Regions from separate parts of the Mus musculus genome. Here regions 2 and 3 are each linked to region 1. The links are chromatin contacts, called in public HiChIP or PLAC-seq maps. All regions are on one chromosome and are shown on one strand. Each heading gives the region's core, a stretch centred on a gene start, on an enhancer-like site or on the middle of the called end of the contact. The rest is flanking DNA. Distances are from core to core; before and after follow the strand shown.

Region 1 (5,018 bases), core at 1,715-4,214:
GCCATATCCCATCCATAGTCAGGAGCAGAGAGAAATGGATCCATTGGTGCTGCCTGCTTGCAATTCCACACAGCAGTACCTCTGACCAAGGAACTTAACCCACCGCTGAGGAAGACAACAGAAACCATGCAAGAGGATGCATGCTAGCCAGCTCACACAGGCTTATGCTCTGCCATCTTTTGTAGCCTTGGGCCACCTACATAGGGAATGGTGTCACTCACAGTGGACTGGGCACTCCTACACTATTTAAAAATCAAGACAATCCTCATAGACATGCCCACAGGCCACCTTGATCTAGACATGTCTTCCACTGAAACTCTCCTCATAGGCGATTCTCAGCAGTGGCAAGGTGACATGTAAAACTAACCAGCATGATGGTATTCAAATCCATACAGCAATTCAAGAATTGTTGCCTGTGCTGTTACATCAGGCCTTCTGCATCTATCTGGGATAGATGTTCTAGTTAAGAAGCTCCGACCCCTGGGGGGGTGGAGAGAGAGAGAGAGGGAGGGAGGGAGGGAGGGAGGGAGGGAGAGAGAGAGAGAGAGAGAGAGAGAGAGAGAGAGAGAGAGAGAGAGAGAGAGAGAGAGAGAGAGAAAGAGAGACAGAGATAGAGACAGAGAGAGAAATGAGAGACCATTGTTGAACACGTATACAGCTGTCAGATGACACTGCTCTGCAAAGCAAGAAGGAACCAGAGGAGGACAGGTATCCTGCGTCATCCAGGCATGCTTGTTTCTTGGATAGCTTTTTGATCAGACAGTCTTGAGAAGAGACCCATAGGATTGAGGGAGAAATGTGTAGAGCTGCTGGGGGGGGGGGATAAGGGAGGGTAGGAGTTGAGGGGTCACAGAGGAGGCCAGGTCAGGCTTTGAAAGCCACGGTACACTTGGCATTTACTCTGAGAAGATGGATAGGCAGTGTGTGTGCTCTTGGAGCAGCAGGAAGATGACCGATCCTATCCGTGAAGCATGACTGGTGGGTGGAATGTGGGGCCCGATGAGACGCTTTGGTGATGTACAGGGTGGACTGTGTGAGGGCAGCGCAGGGGTGGCATGACTTAGGGGTGTTGTAGCAAAAGGGTTGCATGGGTGCGTGCATGGTGGTGCCTATAAAACCGACAGGTAAATGTTAAGTCGAAGAGGAGAGCCAAGCAAGCACTAGAGATTATCATACGAGCACGGGAAGGCAGCTTCCTTGCCTCAGACGTCACTTGGTCTCACAGAAGGGAAGTAACACACAATGTAAGCTGACCTAACACCCAGGGTGGGACTCCCAAACTGAGCAGGATAAGTCATAATGTGTGCAGATCTTCCTGATTGGCTGTCCCAGGAGTGGGAAGAGAGGGAACAGAAATGGAGGGGATTCTAGGCTGGACTATGGCATAGAGAGGGGGTGACAGGCAGACTAAGGGGAGAAGCTCAGAGGTCAGACTTCTCCATCTGTTATTCTGTAGTGTGGCTCTGAGCTCACCATCTTGCCAGTGTCCCCGTTTCTCTCCAGCGTTCTTCAGAGCTACCAGGATCGCCCCTGTATGGGATCCTGTGTTTGTGGCTCCTCCACTCCGGTCTCACTCTCCTTCAGCTGATCTCCTTATCTCTTTCCCCACTAAACATCAGAAAGCATCCTGCCCCAGAGCCATACACTGGGTCCTTTTTACTCTCTTTTGTTTAAGTCACAGTGTCTAACCCATAGCTTTTAAATCACGCGACTTAGGATAACTATGAATGTGGCCCAACAAAAACTTAAACATATTTAAAATACTTTGAGATTTTTTTTTCCTTGCCAGATTTCTTTAGGGGATGGGGGTGTAGGACTAGATTTAAGCAATTCCGTAGAGTTCCATTCTAAAATGTATCTCTGGGAACTGGCCATAATTTTGGAGATGTGTGGTTAGCCCCAAAGCATAGAAATAATGCATGTTCCCTTTTCTCTGTGTTGTATGGGATCCTGGAACATCTGTTAGAACTCTTCCTGATTCTTTTGCACCCCAGCCCAGTGGTCTGTGTATGACCTAGAGTGATAGAGGGTTTTCCTGTGATGACCTCAGAGGCTGGAGAACCTCTGTGGCCACCTCCCTGTGGTTCCTGCAGGGCATCTTGGCCTTAGAATGGGGTGAAATGGGATAAGTGAGTGGCTGAGAGCACATGGGGGCAGGGGGAAGATTCATTGTATGTAGCATTGACAGTTACTTTAAATCTATTTGGGCGAGGGGGGGGGGGACGACGACTCCTTTAAATGGATTCAAAAGTGGAGAAAATCACAACCCATTCATTGTAGCCTACACTAGAGGAGGTTGTTATATCACTAAAGAGAGCACGTACAATCCACAGGCCTTAGCCACAACCCTTAGACATTTAAGGCTTTTCCATTTAAAGGGCAATCTACAAGAGACAATGTTGAGGAAGGTGAGAGAGGGGTCTTTCCTAGAAGTTGGGGTCCAAGAGAACAGGTACCAGGGGCTGACAGATGAACCTAGAATTCCACGTAACAGTCCTCTGCATGGGCTTTGTGGGGGTCCCTCAGTGATAGAAACACCTGTCTTTCCTAAGTCTGGACACACAGGCAGATAAGGTTCTCTTTGTTTCTGGACACAGAGACTCACCCAGCATTTTCACTTGAAGACTGCGCTGTTCTAGATGTTATGACGTCATGAGTCTTGAGTGAAAAGTAGGGAACCCCTGCATGCCTAACAGGGATCTGCTGAGAAGGACAGGGATGTGGCAAGGGCTTCTTCTACCTGCCTGGAGAGGAGTGGGGGTCTGGGAGCTGGGTTACATAGCTAAAGCCATTACCCTGGGCCGATGCTGTGAGATTTGTCGGCTCCATTCCACCAATCCTCTCCCCATCACCTAGTCAAAATTCTTTTTAGAAAACAAATGGCATTGGCCAACTGTCAGGCTCCACTAGATCCTTCCTCCCTGCTCCGCCATCCCCTCATCTTCCCGCGTCTGCTGCCATCTGGCGGGAGAGGAAGAAATCACTCTTTGATCTTAGCTGGGTGAAGTCTATGGGATAGTTTTAGCTTGCAGAGTGGAAGTCTGGCGATCTCTAGCTCCCTGTCAGAGACTCTAAAGTCGCTGGAAACTGCTCTGAGGGAGGAAGTGAGTGGAGTGTACAAAGAAACAGCGAGCACGTGAGCGAGCGAATGAACCGGCGCAGATGAATGACGGGTGAACTGGGAGGATGGAGTGAGCAAATACACAACAAGCACGTGATCACAGACATGCAGGGATGCCTACCTTCCTGGGAAGCTAGGTCCAGCAGCAGCTCAACCCTGGGCGGAGGCTGCTCAGGTCAAACTGAGGAAAGTTTTCAGACCGCTTTCTGTGGAAGTAAGAGCAAACGAGGTCTGGGGAGGGGCAAGTTTTGAACGGACTTCCTGCTCAGGAGTATCATATGAATAATGGCAGGTGTATTGGAAGGATATGGCCCTCCTGGTGCTGATGTCTATATGAATATATGCTGTGGGTATCCAGGCTACAGGGCTTGGCAGAACCATTGGTTTCTCTGACACTGGCATGTTTTCACTGGGAAGCTGTGAGGATGTATGTCGTGGGGCGCGTTGTTGCATGTGAACTCAGGAAGTAGCTGGCTGTTAGTTGTAACAGCAGCGTGAACTCACACCCAGCCATCTCAAAAGCGTTCTCTCTTGACAGGTGCCCGAAGCCTATGTTTCTTAGTATAGCAATTCATACCCTGGATTCTGCATTTGGAAAAATTGTGTACAAATCATCTTAGTTTGTTGATTTATTTTTGCCTTTGGGGGCAGAGTCTGGCTATGTAACATAGGCTAGCCTCAAACACAAATCCTCCTGTTTCTGACTTCTGAGTGCTGGGATGAGAGGCATGCATGTGCCACCAGGCCCTTTAGACATCTGTTCTTGATGGAGATCTCCAAAGGTCAACCCTATCCCCACAAAATCTACTTTGCTAGTTAGGTTTGAGGAATGTGTAGTTGGCAGTCTATCAGCGGATTCTTGGAAGACATGGTGGAACCTAGGACCAAAAAGAACACAGAGCGCAAGCACACAGAGGGCTGTGCTGGAAGATCTTTCATTTTAGAATATTTTAACTTGTTCTCAGATAATTTCATATCATATAGGTATACAATTTATCTTGATTATAACTGACACAAATCCCCCCACTCCTCCCAGATCCTCCAATCATTCTCACCTTCATGTTCTTTTCTTTTAAACAATATAATCCAATTTATTCTACCTGCATGCCCATGGGTGTTGGATCATCCATAGGAACATGGACAATTGACTATAGTTCACATCCTGGAAGAGAAATGGCACCTGCTTAGCCTGCCCTCAGCAGCCACCACTTGCCAATAGCTCCTCAGCTATTATGAGTGGTCTCATAAGTTCTGCCCTCACCCAAGCTGGAGTGTTTATTGGCTTAAATTTGCATAAATCCCTCCCTCATCAATTCTGGAGTGTTGATTGGCTTGATGTTGTATTGCTGGTGCTGAGAGCTCATTAGAGGGTTTTTGAGTGATTGAGCTCTGCCATGCTTGAAAATATCAGGCTTTTGCTTGCTTGCTTCTTCAGCCTGTGGTTAATTATATTTCCTGTCTCAGGAGTGATGCTGGCCAAATATTCAAGACTTAGCTGGTCTGTGTCTGAGCTCCTCTCCTTCAGGGTCTCTGGTTGAACAGCTGTTAGAACATGAACTGTGTATTCTTACATGTTTATGGGATGTTTCCTCTGAGCCACACTCTGTCCAGAAAACAAAGCAAAGATTTTAGCCATCGTGGACATTATGTCACAGAAGGTGGAGATAGGAAAGTGGAAAAATAATAAAATAGGCATATACAAATGACTTAGAATGTTGCAAAGTGGGATGGTTAGCTTAGTCAACTTGATATAACCTAGAGTCAGCAGGAAAGAAAGTTTCTGAGGGACTGTCTGCACTGGGTTTGTCTGTGAGCATATCTGTGGGGTTGTCTTAATTAAGGTAACTGATATGGAAAAACTCAGTCCATTGTGGGTGGCATCATTCCCTAGGCAGGG
Region 2 (5,018 bases), core at 1,242-3,741, 100 kb before region 1:
GTTTTGGCTGCCTCAGGACCAGCTGTGCTCAACTTTGTTGAAACTCCTTCAATATGTCCAGTGTGTACTCAGTTGGATTCCCAGCTGGGGAATTATGGTGCTGGATCCTTTGGAATTTCAAAATTTGTAAATCTTTAAGCTGCTATTAGTCGGCCGACACAGTAAGATACTTAATAAGTTCTCATAGAACTTGGAAATGGATCAAGGGAGGGGTTGGTATCTCTGATAAGGGCTTGTTGGCTTTTTTTTCCTGGGGGGGGGGTGTCTCTGTGTGATTTTAAATCTAATCTGCACAGTTATTATCCAACAAAGCATTTTATCTTGAATGAATGTGTCAAGCAGACCACTCTCTTCTGAGACCTAAGATTGCCTTAGAGGCCCCATAACATCCAACCAGAGTTCTTTTCCACGTGGCCTTGTCCCATCACAGAGTCTGAATTTTGACAGATCAGCCTAACTGATCATGCTAACTATGTTAACTATGGTCATCCAGTCTTAAAAAATTGCCTTCTATCCAGAGATAATGGCTGTGAATCAACAGAGATCACATGTACCGAGGGATAAGTCTCACAATAGCTAATGTGATTTTTCCCCCCATCCCTTAAGGCAAATTTTCTTTCTATAGCAGTGCATGTCTGAAATGATCAATAAAGTTAACGAGAAAAACGTGGCAAACTTTTATCCACAAGTGCCTTTCAGACAGGACACGTGATGACACATAGACAAATCTGGTGAGGTGGAGCTGAAACTAGGGTACCTCTGAGGTTTAGGGGAGTCAGGTCCATGGAGCACATGGGCAGCCGATGCGTGGGAGGCAGGGGGAGCCTCTGTCTAGGGATGGGAGAGGGTGAGCCCCACGTGCTGCTGGACACTGTAAGAACTGGGAAGCACTGACACTCATGTGTAGGCCTGCCAGCTTGCTAGTCCTTCCCCAAGCATGGGACTTGGGGATGGATTCCTAGTAGAGGGCTGAGGTGGGGTACCTTAGTGAGAGGGTTCAGGAAGGGGGAATAAGACAGAAGTCGTGAGACTGTGAAGAAGCAAAGGGCCAATTCAAGTGTTCCCAAAGTTTCAGAGCAAAACGGCTGCAAAACCAGAGAGGAGGTGTGTCTGGGGGAGTCCATAGTCAAACACAGAAGAGGATAGTGGAAACCTGGAAGAGCATTGATTATCTGTCTAAGTTAAAAATCACTCTGTACTACTGTGTGAGAAACCCAGTGTTGGGTGAGCATAAAGGAGGGAGCTAGAAATTGAGGCATGGATAAGGTGGGCAAATGTTCCCTGGTGTTAGGAAGGAAGTCCTAGAGTGGAGCGGTGTGTTTAGAATGGCAGCTCGTATCCAGACCTCACACCAGGCCAGCAAGGGCCACTGGAGAGGAAGGTTTATTGTGGGGGAAGAAGGGAAGAGAAAAGGACAAAAGGAGGGAGAAGAAGAGGAGGAGGAGGAGGAAGAGGGAGAAGAAAAGGAAGAGGAAGAAGAAAAAGGGGTGAAGGTTGGGGGCTCTGCCTTTTATTCGGGCCATGATGTAATCACCCACACTACCTCGCACAGGTAAGACACAGGCAGGTGAACACTGGGAATGTATGGCGGTTGCCCTTGTCAACTATGGGTGATGTTATCACTGGATTCGGGGGCTGTAGGCTCCGATGCCAACAGGAGCCCCAAGCCATCTTCCCCCTCCCCCAAGAAGGGCTGCGTTTTGCCTGTTGATGTGGTTTCTTACCCTGCCTCGGTTGGCCTCTCTTTTCTGAGACTCAGGATAAGGCACTCATGCTAGAACTGAGGCAGATTGCCAACATAATGGGAGAGGTTTGGGTCTAAGGTAAATGCTAGCATAAGTGAGATGATTGTAAGAAAACATTTCCTCTTTGCATAATCAATTATTACCAGTTTTGTTTCTCTTGCCCCATGGTGTGCTGAAATACCTTGCATTTTGAAGTGAGTCTTTTTGTGTTGGGTTTATTCGCACCATCATCATGGCGCAGAGGCTTCCCCTTGAGTAAGTCTAACTGAGGTAGTGTTTGTTCTTTGCACACAGGCTAAAAAACCACAGACAAAATCACAGACCTTAGCATGCAAACAAAGAGAATTGATCAATTGCCATAAAGTCCATAATCAATGGCCTTTACAAAATCTCCGTTCTCCTTTCTGTTTAAAAAAACAAAACAACACACAAACAAACCAACCAACCAACCCAGCTTGAGACTTTTAAAATCCACCTCTCTTGAGAAATCAATGTGGTGTGAACTTGAACAGTTCACACTTAATTCCTGTGTGATTTTTCTTGTGGTATTGCCAAGGGCTGAGTGTAGCATGACCAAGGAGCCTGTGAAGGACACACACGCCCTTTAAAACACCCGAGGAAATCCGAGGACTGGATTGAAAAGCAGAGGCTGGTTGAGAATGCTGGATGTAAGAAAGGAGCGTGTAGGAGGCAGGCTGAATGTGAGCTTCTAGTGGATGGGCTCTGCCAATTGACGTCAGCAACAGGAGCCGCCCCCGGATGCTGCCGACCAGCTGGGCAAGCCAACTGTGCGGGCTGCGCCGAGTGCAGAGATGTTTGCACCGTGCCCCTGACAGCATCACTCTCAGATTCAGGCTGTCATCTGTGCTAGCACAAGCCCTGGAGAAAGGGTGTCCTTCTGAATCCACTCTACTCAGTTACATAAGTCAGGAAGATCCAGAACATTAAATCAGATCTGAAAGCAGTAATGATACCATCGAACCCACAGCTTTGGGAAACATGATTCTGCGAGTTCCTGTAGAGCTCAGTATCTTGACCTTCCCAGCTGTGCGTGATTACGGCGTGATTTTATAGACTGATGGTGGCCTCTGCAGAAATGCAGGGAAAGCCCAGAGAAAGAGGGTCCCTAAGTTACTAGAGACTTCACAACCAGTTACTGGGTGCTTGGGAGAGGACGGGTGATGTGCCACACACTTAAGTCAGTGCGCAGAGGAAACGGTACTGCCCGCTCTCCTGTTGGCCCAGTGGAAGAGGCAAAAATAAAAAGCAGACGTAGGTAAGGTGTTCTGCCCAAGATGTCCCCATGCAGACAGCAGAGTCTGGGGGTTGGAAGGAAGAAGGTGGGAGTCAGCTTGTGTCCCAAGTATAGGTTTCCTTGAGAAAGTTATCTGGACATCGGCTTGAGAAGGTGAGAACAGAGCCACACAGATGTGGTGGGAGGAGCCTGAACCACACAGATGTGGTGGGAGGAACATGCCAGGCAGTTGGGCTGCACTCCCCATGTGCATCGTCACCATCTATAATAGCTGAGGGGGACAGCCTTCCTCTGTTACCCATCATGTGGCAGGCACAGAGTTGGTGCCAACTTCCTAAGCATGGATCGGGACTTCCGATTTCCAGGTTGTTAGAAGCAGAGGGTCTGGGTTGATTTCAGAAAATCAGATAGATTGATGTTCTGGATATGTGTATGTTTCCCCGGGGTGCAAGGTTACTAAAACTTGGCTATCACTTGGCCATCACACAAACATCTGAAGGTATGTGTAGGACTTCATGGAGGTCAGGAAGGATAGATTTCAGGAAGTGTTTCAGATGGACTTTTAACCTTACCCAGAGATCCATGTGATAAATTGTTAATCTCCAGGGTGCTAGTGGGAGGTGACTGAATATCTAAGCTGTGAGTCTTAGTGGAATGCCTTCAGGTCCTCCAGGATCTGAGTCTGAAGGGAGTTGCCAGACTCTTGCCTTTCCTTCTCTTTTGTTTCTGGGCTTGGCTCTGGCCTGTGTTCCCATCAAGATGACAGACACAGGCCCCAAAGAAACAGGACCATGGGCTGGAGGTCCCAAAACTTTAAGCCCAAATAAGCTTTTAATCTTTATAAGTGAGCCCTCTTAGACATTTTATCACAGAATCTATACTAACAGAATTTATAATATATGGAAAGCTATAATAACCTGATTTAACCCAGGTTCAAAATATAGATGATGGAAATACAGAAAGAAATAGAGTGTACCATAGACCTGCAGAAGGCTCCCTTTCCATCACCGAGGGAGTATTGACCCAAATACAATAGGGAAGCAATCACTACTAGGGTAGGGAAATAGCTAAGAGGAAAGCAGATTGTACAGTCCTGTAACTCTTCAGGACTGGGGTGTTTGTGCCCACTCACAGCAGTGGGAGACCTTGATTCTATAGGGGGTGGCTGGCTGAGGAGACAGATGCCCCGTTGTTATTCTTTGTCTCATTATTTTTTAAAGGTTTATTTTATTAATATATGTAAGTACACTGTAGCTGTCTTCAGACACTCCAGAAGAGGGAGTTAGATCTTGTTGAGGATGGTTGTGAGCCTCCATGTGGTTGCTGGGATTTGAACTCTGGACCTTCGGAAGAGCAGTCGGGTGCTCTTACCCACTGAGCCATCTCACCAGCCCCTCTTTGTCTCATTATGCTGCTTAGTTTTATGTCAATTTGACACAAGCTAGTCATCAAAGAGGAGACCTCTATAAGATTCATCTGTAGGTTATTTTCTTAATTAGTGATTGATGGGAGGGCCCAGTCCATTGTGGGTGGTGCTATCCCTGGGCTGGTGATTCTGGGTTCTACAAGAAAGCAGACTGGGCAAGCCATGACGAATAAGCCTGTAAGCAGCAGGCCTCCATGGCCTCTGCATCCAGTTTCTGCCTCCAGGATCCTGCCCTGTTTGAGTTCCTGTCCTGATTTCCTTCATTGATGGACTATGGATGTGAAAGAGTAAGTCAAATACAGTTTTTCCTCCACAACTTGCTTTTGGTCATGGTGTTTTTTTGTTTGTTTGTTTATCATAGCAATAGTAACCCAAACTAGGACACTTATCAAGAAAATAACTAGGCCGGGTGTGGTGGCGCACACCTTTAATCCCAGCACTCGGGAGGCAGAGGCAGGCAGATTTCTGAGTTCGAGGCCAGCCTGGTCTACAAAGTGAGTTCCAGGACAGCCAGGGCTATACAGAGAAACCCTGTCTTGAAAAAACCAAAACCAAAAAAAAAAAAAAAAAAAAAAAAGAAAGAAAATAACTA
Region 3 (5,018 bases), core at 946-3,445, 87 kb before region 1:
TCACATTTTCTCTTTCAACGTCCAGAAAACATCACGTGACACAACTGAGTTATTAAAGAAGCCAGAAACCTCTACCACATCTCAGATTGCATCATCCGTCCTAAGGTGTTGCTGTTTGTCTAGTTCGAAGCGCTAGGACCTCCAGGGGCTCCCACTACTGTTGCAGTTTTTCTCCTGTTTCTCCAACACACTGGGCATGCTCTCACCCAACTTGACTCTAATGCTGCCGGCTCTACAAAGCTGACCCATACTAGCTCTTCCTGATACCTGTTATGTTTGTTTTTTTCCAACACAGAACATTTTATAGCACATCGCTTCTCTGTGTCCTTCATTGTCTTGTCTCTGATTTTATGACAGTAAGAGTTTATTCTGGCTTATGTTCAAGGGGCTATCTTCCATTACTGTTGGGAAGGTGTGGATGGCAGAATGACTGTTCCCTATTGTATCCATACTCTGGAAGCAGACAGTGCGCCAATGAGAAATGGAAGTAGGCTATAAAACCTCAAGGCCCACCCTCAGTGACTCACTTCCTCCAGCAAGGCTCCACCCTACTCAAGGTTTCACAGCCTTCTCAAACAGCCCTACTGCTAGGGGCCCACAAGCCTAAGGGGACATTTCACATTTACACCACACACGGCCTTAAAAGACTGACCTAATATGCGTTCACACCATTATGCCTTCACACCAGGTACCAGTGTGTTCTGAGACAGAAGCCAAGTTTTTGCCTGATACTTCTTCCAATGTCGCAGTCACCTCCAGAAACTGCCTTGGGAGTATCAGGACTTGTTTACTGCCCTAAGACATTCAGAAACATCAGTCATGGGATACTAACCAAGGCCCAAGGGCATGTTCTCAAAAGGATCTGTGGTTGTGTCTAGAAGGTCTGTGATCTTTTCTACAAGATTCCAGGTGCAGAGACACTCCTGGCAGACAGGAGTCTTGGTTAGCATTTCAGAGGCACACTCTTCCCTCCCATCCTGGAATGACTATGTCCACATTAATCAAGGTTCACTTGCAGGTATTTTTGTGCACTGTTTTTAACTCTTATTTTTGCATGAGGCAAGTTAGAAAGCAGGCATACTCAAATTTAAGCAATAAGTTCCTCAAAATTGCGAGGAGTCTTACTATCTTGTAAAAGTCAGACCTCAAAGATTTTAAGGAATTATTTTATGTTTATGTGTTTTGCCTGCATGTGTGTCTGTGCTCCACATACCTGTCTGGCGTCCCTGGAGGTCAGAGAGGACACTGGATCCCCTGAATTTGGAGTTATGGAAGGTTGCGATCTGGGTGCTTAGACCCCAACCCAGGTCCTTTGCAAGAGTAGCAAGTGCTTTAGATTGTTGAATAGTCACTCCAGGCGAAGGCAAAGCGTTTTCTATAACAAACTGCAAGATGCTTTCATGTTCCCTCTTACTTTAAACTCAGGGGTTAAGAGCACTGACTGGTGTTCCAGAAGACCCAGGTTCAATTCTCAGCACCCACATGTCAGCCCACACCTGTCTGTAACTCTAGTTCTAGGGCTTCTGACAGCCTCACATAGACATACATGCAGGGAAAACACCAAGGAACATAAAATGCAAAGTAACTAAGTATGTATGTGTGTGTATGTAAATAAAAATAAAATAATAAAAAAATAATAATTATTAAAAAAAAAAAAGACTATCTAGCTAGTGCCTTAGAGAGGGCTGAGGCCTTTCTTAAACAGATGTGCTCAGCTAAGGAAGAGGCAGGACACACGCAGCCCTGGTGGTTTGTTGCAGCAGAATTGAAGCTGCAGGGTGCTGGCGTCAGCAGAGCTGAGAGACTTCCTGAAGGGGAGAAATTCTCTGGCTGCTAGGTGCCCTTCCCCCACCACACATGCCGAGGAGTTGAATCCAACAAAGATGCTAGTGTGTGCTTAAATACAGGGAAGGTACAGGTGTATTCGAGAATAAAATACAGACAGTGTGTTTTATGGTTCTCAGTCCTCGTGCCGTACATTTGTGAGCAGCGCTCCCGGAGAAGGAAGGCAGAGGGTTATTTAACTGGTCTCATGGCCTCACTGCTTTCCATGCACGGGCAGCCTGGATGCGCTCCCTCGGTCCTCTGCCCGGCTGGGCTCCAGTGCCAGGCGACTCTGCACTAAGCTAATGCTTCCCTGTCTTGGTCTTCAACACCCGGGGCGCTCTGCTCTGGGCAAGGATCCAGGCTGCAGCAATGACGCAAGTGCTCTTGAGCACAGGGGCGGGGCCAAGCGAAGACAGGCGCCACCCACCCTGTCTTGTCCTTGGTGAATGTCAGTGGCTGGACTCAGTCCTCCCATCAGGACCTGCCTGACCCACTCCTTCCTCAAGTCAGCTCCCGATTCCCCCTGTCTCTCTACTGACATCCATCCACAACTCCATCTGCAGATAAATTTTCAAGATGCACCATTATATCCATTTTTGAATGCTTAAAAAAAAGGCCTAATAGATTTCTAATCCAGCTTCCCTAATTTTCTGTAAAAAAAAATTATTTTATCCACTGATAGCTGCCTGACCCACCAAAGTCCATCAATCAACAGTTTAAGGAAACTCAGTTATATTTACTACATATAATCTGTTACTTATGACAGGAGATAGGCTGAGACATGACCGATGAAGGTTATTTTCGAAACTGTCTTAAGGCTAAGACCTCGTGCTGATTTCTTCTTCATTGTGCACCCAAATTGCCACGTGTCACATTCAATATAAAATATGCCATCAGCAGCCTTTGTGGGCCACATCCTGCTGATGTTGAGTGAAGATGTCATTAGCTTTCTTTTTACTGGTCGCCTTGCCCCAGTCCCTCTCTGGAAACATCTCCATCCTTGCTGGAGGATGTGGGGGAGGGAGCTGTGGGCAGCTGCTATGGTTGCAAGTAACTTGCCTTCCTTAGTTGGTAATCCTGGACTTATGAAGACGTGCAGTCAGCTCACTCTGCAGTAAAGATGTGGAGCGAAGAAGATGAGGGCTGAGAACGATGGCTTCTGCCACAGTATGTGGTTCCGGGGTACCTCACAGTACTGTTTGCTGGATCCATCCCCAGCCTTAGCTGTTTTTAACACAGCCAGAGAAAACCAAGACTCCAGAAGAGAAAGGTCTGGAAGCCCAAAGAACAGACCCTGCTGGGTGTTATATAAGGTCTTTGAGTACATTTGGGGACTGAGGAAAGGAAGTTAGAATTGTTCTGGACTTAGGAAGAGTCAGAGCAAACCCTTTGCAGCTCCTTATTCTGAGGCCAGTGTTCTGAGGGTAGCACACAGAATTTCCCCCAGCCACATACTCTGCCCACCCCTGTCCATTGTAAGTGACATGGTTATGTGATGTGAAGTTTCTGGCATGCTAGCTTCAGGACACTCCTCAGTCAGGCAGCAGGCATCCTAGGCAGAGCTCACGGAGCACAGATACCCAACCTTGCACTGGCCTGTGTGGATAACTACATCCCATGGATGCAGTGAATTCTACTTCTATTGCATCCCTAATGACCCCACCCCCACCCCCCATGCTCTCTCCACTGCTTAGCCCCTGGGTCCATCTGCTGGGCTCTCACTCTGGTTGGAGACATAGGGAAGGCGCTGTAAGCCTGAACCTCCAACCTTCCAGGGTAGCAAAGGTGAGCCACCTCCGTTTGCTGATAGCCAGCCATGATTAGAGACATTAGAGCAAACATGTGTATGTTATTAGAGACCTGCATGTATGCCCACATCCCAGTGTAAGCCATTCAGGATCCCCACAGCTCTTTCTAGATTGCTTTCCCAGTGGATGCACAGCTCCCTGATTCTCATGCATAGCTGAGTTTTGTTCTGTGTGACAACGGGGCATCAGGGTAGGAGATGCTTACAGTCTGTGTCACTACCAGCCACCAGCACTGCTTGCAATTCATTTGTGCTACGGCAGGGTCTAAGGTCAACAGTTCTGCCTGACCTCCAGACCCCCACTAGCCTGAAAACCCCATTTCCCACTCTTCTTGTAATAGAACACCTGCACATCCAGCCACCCTGCAAAACCATCTCCACTACGCAGGAGAAATTGGCTCTGCACGCTCTTGCTTGCATTAACCGCAGCATCAAGAGCATGCTCTGTGCACAGTTGCAATCCTCAAAATATAAAGATATCTATATAAAGACATATAAAAAATAAAGATAAAAATTTAAAGTTTGCTTTTGTTTGTTTTTTGTTTTTGTTTTTTCCCCTGTGGAGAAAGGTGCTCCTGGTTCCCTCCTCCTTCCCTGCACTGCGGGGGTGGTGGTGGGTGGATGGAGGCGGGGGTGTTGTCCACGTGCCGGGCATGACGGCCTAACAGTTTGATTTATGAGTCTGATAATAAAAATCCCATTAGGCTCTTCTCATTGAGAAAAAGGAACAGCAGAAAAAAAAAGCTATGTGTGTCACCAGGCAGCATTGACGCAGGCGGCTCTGACGCAGCAGCCTCAGGCCGGGTGGGGGGGCGCAGGGGAACCATGAGGGGCGCGCGAGGGCCGGCTGCCTGAGAGCAGGGCCGCCTGGCTGCTTCTGCCTCCCCCACAATCCCAGCCCCTCTGCCGCCACACTTTGCTTCCTCCATTAGCCACTGTACCCCTCTAGCACTCTCTATTGCCCCCAGGTGCCACCCACTCCCACCCCATTGTCTTTACAGTGCCCCAGGCTCCAGGAGACCCTGCAGCATCTCAAGGACCCTCCCTGTGCCCGCAGGATGACCAAAGCACCCCCTGGGGTGGGAGAAAAGGGTGGCAGGGATGGGGGCTTGCAGGGCTCCTTCTCTGAGTTAAGTGTGAAGCAGGTAGGAGCTAGAGGGAGACTACAGCACTGCTAAACAGGGGACTCCCACAGATGCAAGTTGTACCCCCAACTCCCTTCTCCATGCAGTGCCTGTTCTTCACCACCAGAGTTTTATTTTGTTTAAAAAGTCATTCAGACTGGAAAAAAAAAGATTAGTGCAGATCTGGTGCCAGGGCCCCTGCCTGTGGGCTGGGCCTCAGCATGCCATCCCAGGGCAGGGTGAGGATGTGAGCCTGTAGC

What was found. HiChIP or PLAC-seq counts read pairs in DNA pulled down with a chosen protein or histone mark.
Region 2: an H3K27ac HiChIP or PLAC-seq map of neural progenitor cells shows a contact between it and region 1, with 5 times the contacts expected there. The contact joins two enhancer-like sites. A contact is called at or near these places in 1 of 15 datasets of contacts at CTCF or cohesin (the NIH/3T3 cell line), 43 of 484 Hi-C or Micro-C datasets (the AML12 cell line, B cells, B-cell progenitors and 30 more) and 12 of 115 datasets of contacts at active chromatin or transcription factors (bone marrow-derived macrophages, craniofacial prominence, embryonic basal ganglia and 9 more).
Region 3: an H3K27ac HiChIP or PLAC-seq map of neural progenitor cells shows a contact between it and region 1, with 3 times the contacts expected there. The contact joins two enhancer-like sites. A contact is called at or near these places in 1 of 15 datasets of contacts at CTCF or cohesin (the NIH/3T3 cell line), 3 of 484 Hi-C or Micro-C datasets (cerebral cortex, cranial neural crest and forebrain) and 5 of 115 datasets of contacts at active chromatin or transcription factors (double positive thymocytes, forebrain, heart atrium and 2 more).

Annotation. Positions count from the first base shown.
Region 1 is chr17:8,589,892-8,594,909 of GRCm38.p6, forward strand. It overlaps a transcript of Pde10a not described here. Among named protein-coding and RNA genes, the nearest start is that of Gm46585, 140 kb to the right of the region's middle. Within about 2 kb of position 2,965, at least 15 of the 459 cell types and tissues checked have an H3K27ac peak or open chromatin away from gene starts, as enhancers often do. A contact at or near this core is called in neural progenitor cells, where this site is marked.
Region 2 is chr17:8,485,505-8,490,522 of GRCm38.p6, forward strand. No RefSeq gene overlaps it. Among named protein-coding and RNA genes, the nearest start is that of T, 54 kb to the left of the region's middle. Within about 2 kb of position 2,492, at least 48 of the 459 cell types and tissues checked have an H3K27ac peak or open chromatin away from gene starts, as enhancers often do. A contact at or near this core is called in neural progenitor cells, where this site is marked.
Region 3 is chr17:8,504,061-8,509,078 of GRCm38.p6, forward strand. No RefSeq gene overlaps it. Among named protein-coding and RNA genes, the nearest start is that of T, 72 kb to the left of the region's middle. Within about 2 kb of position 2,196, at least 235 of the 459 cell types and tissues checked have an H3K27ac peak or open chromatin away from gene starts, as enhancers often do. A contact at or near this core is called in neural progenitor cells, where this site is marked.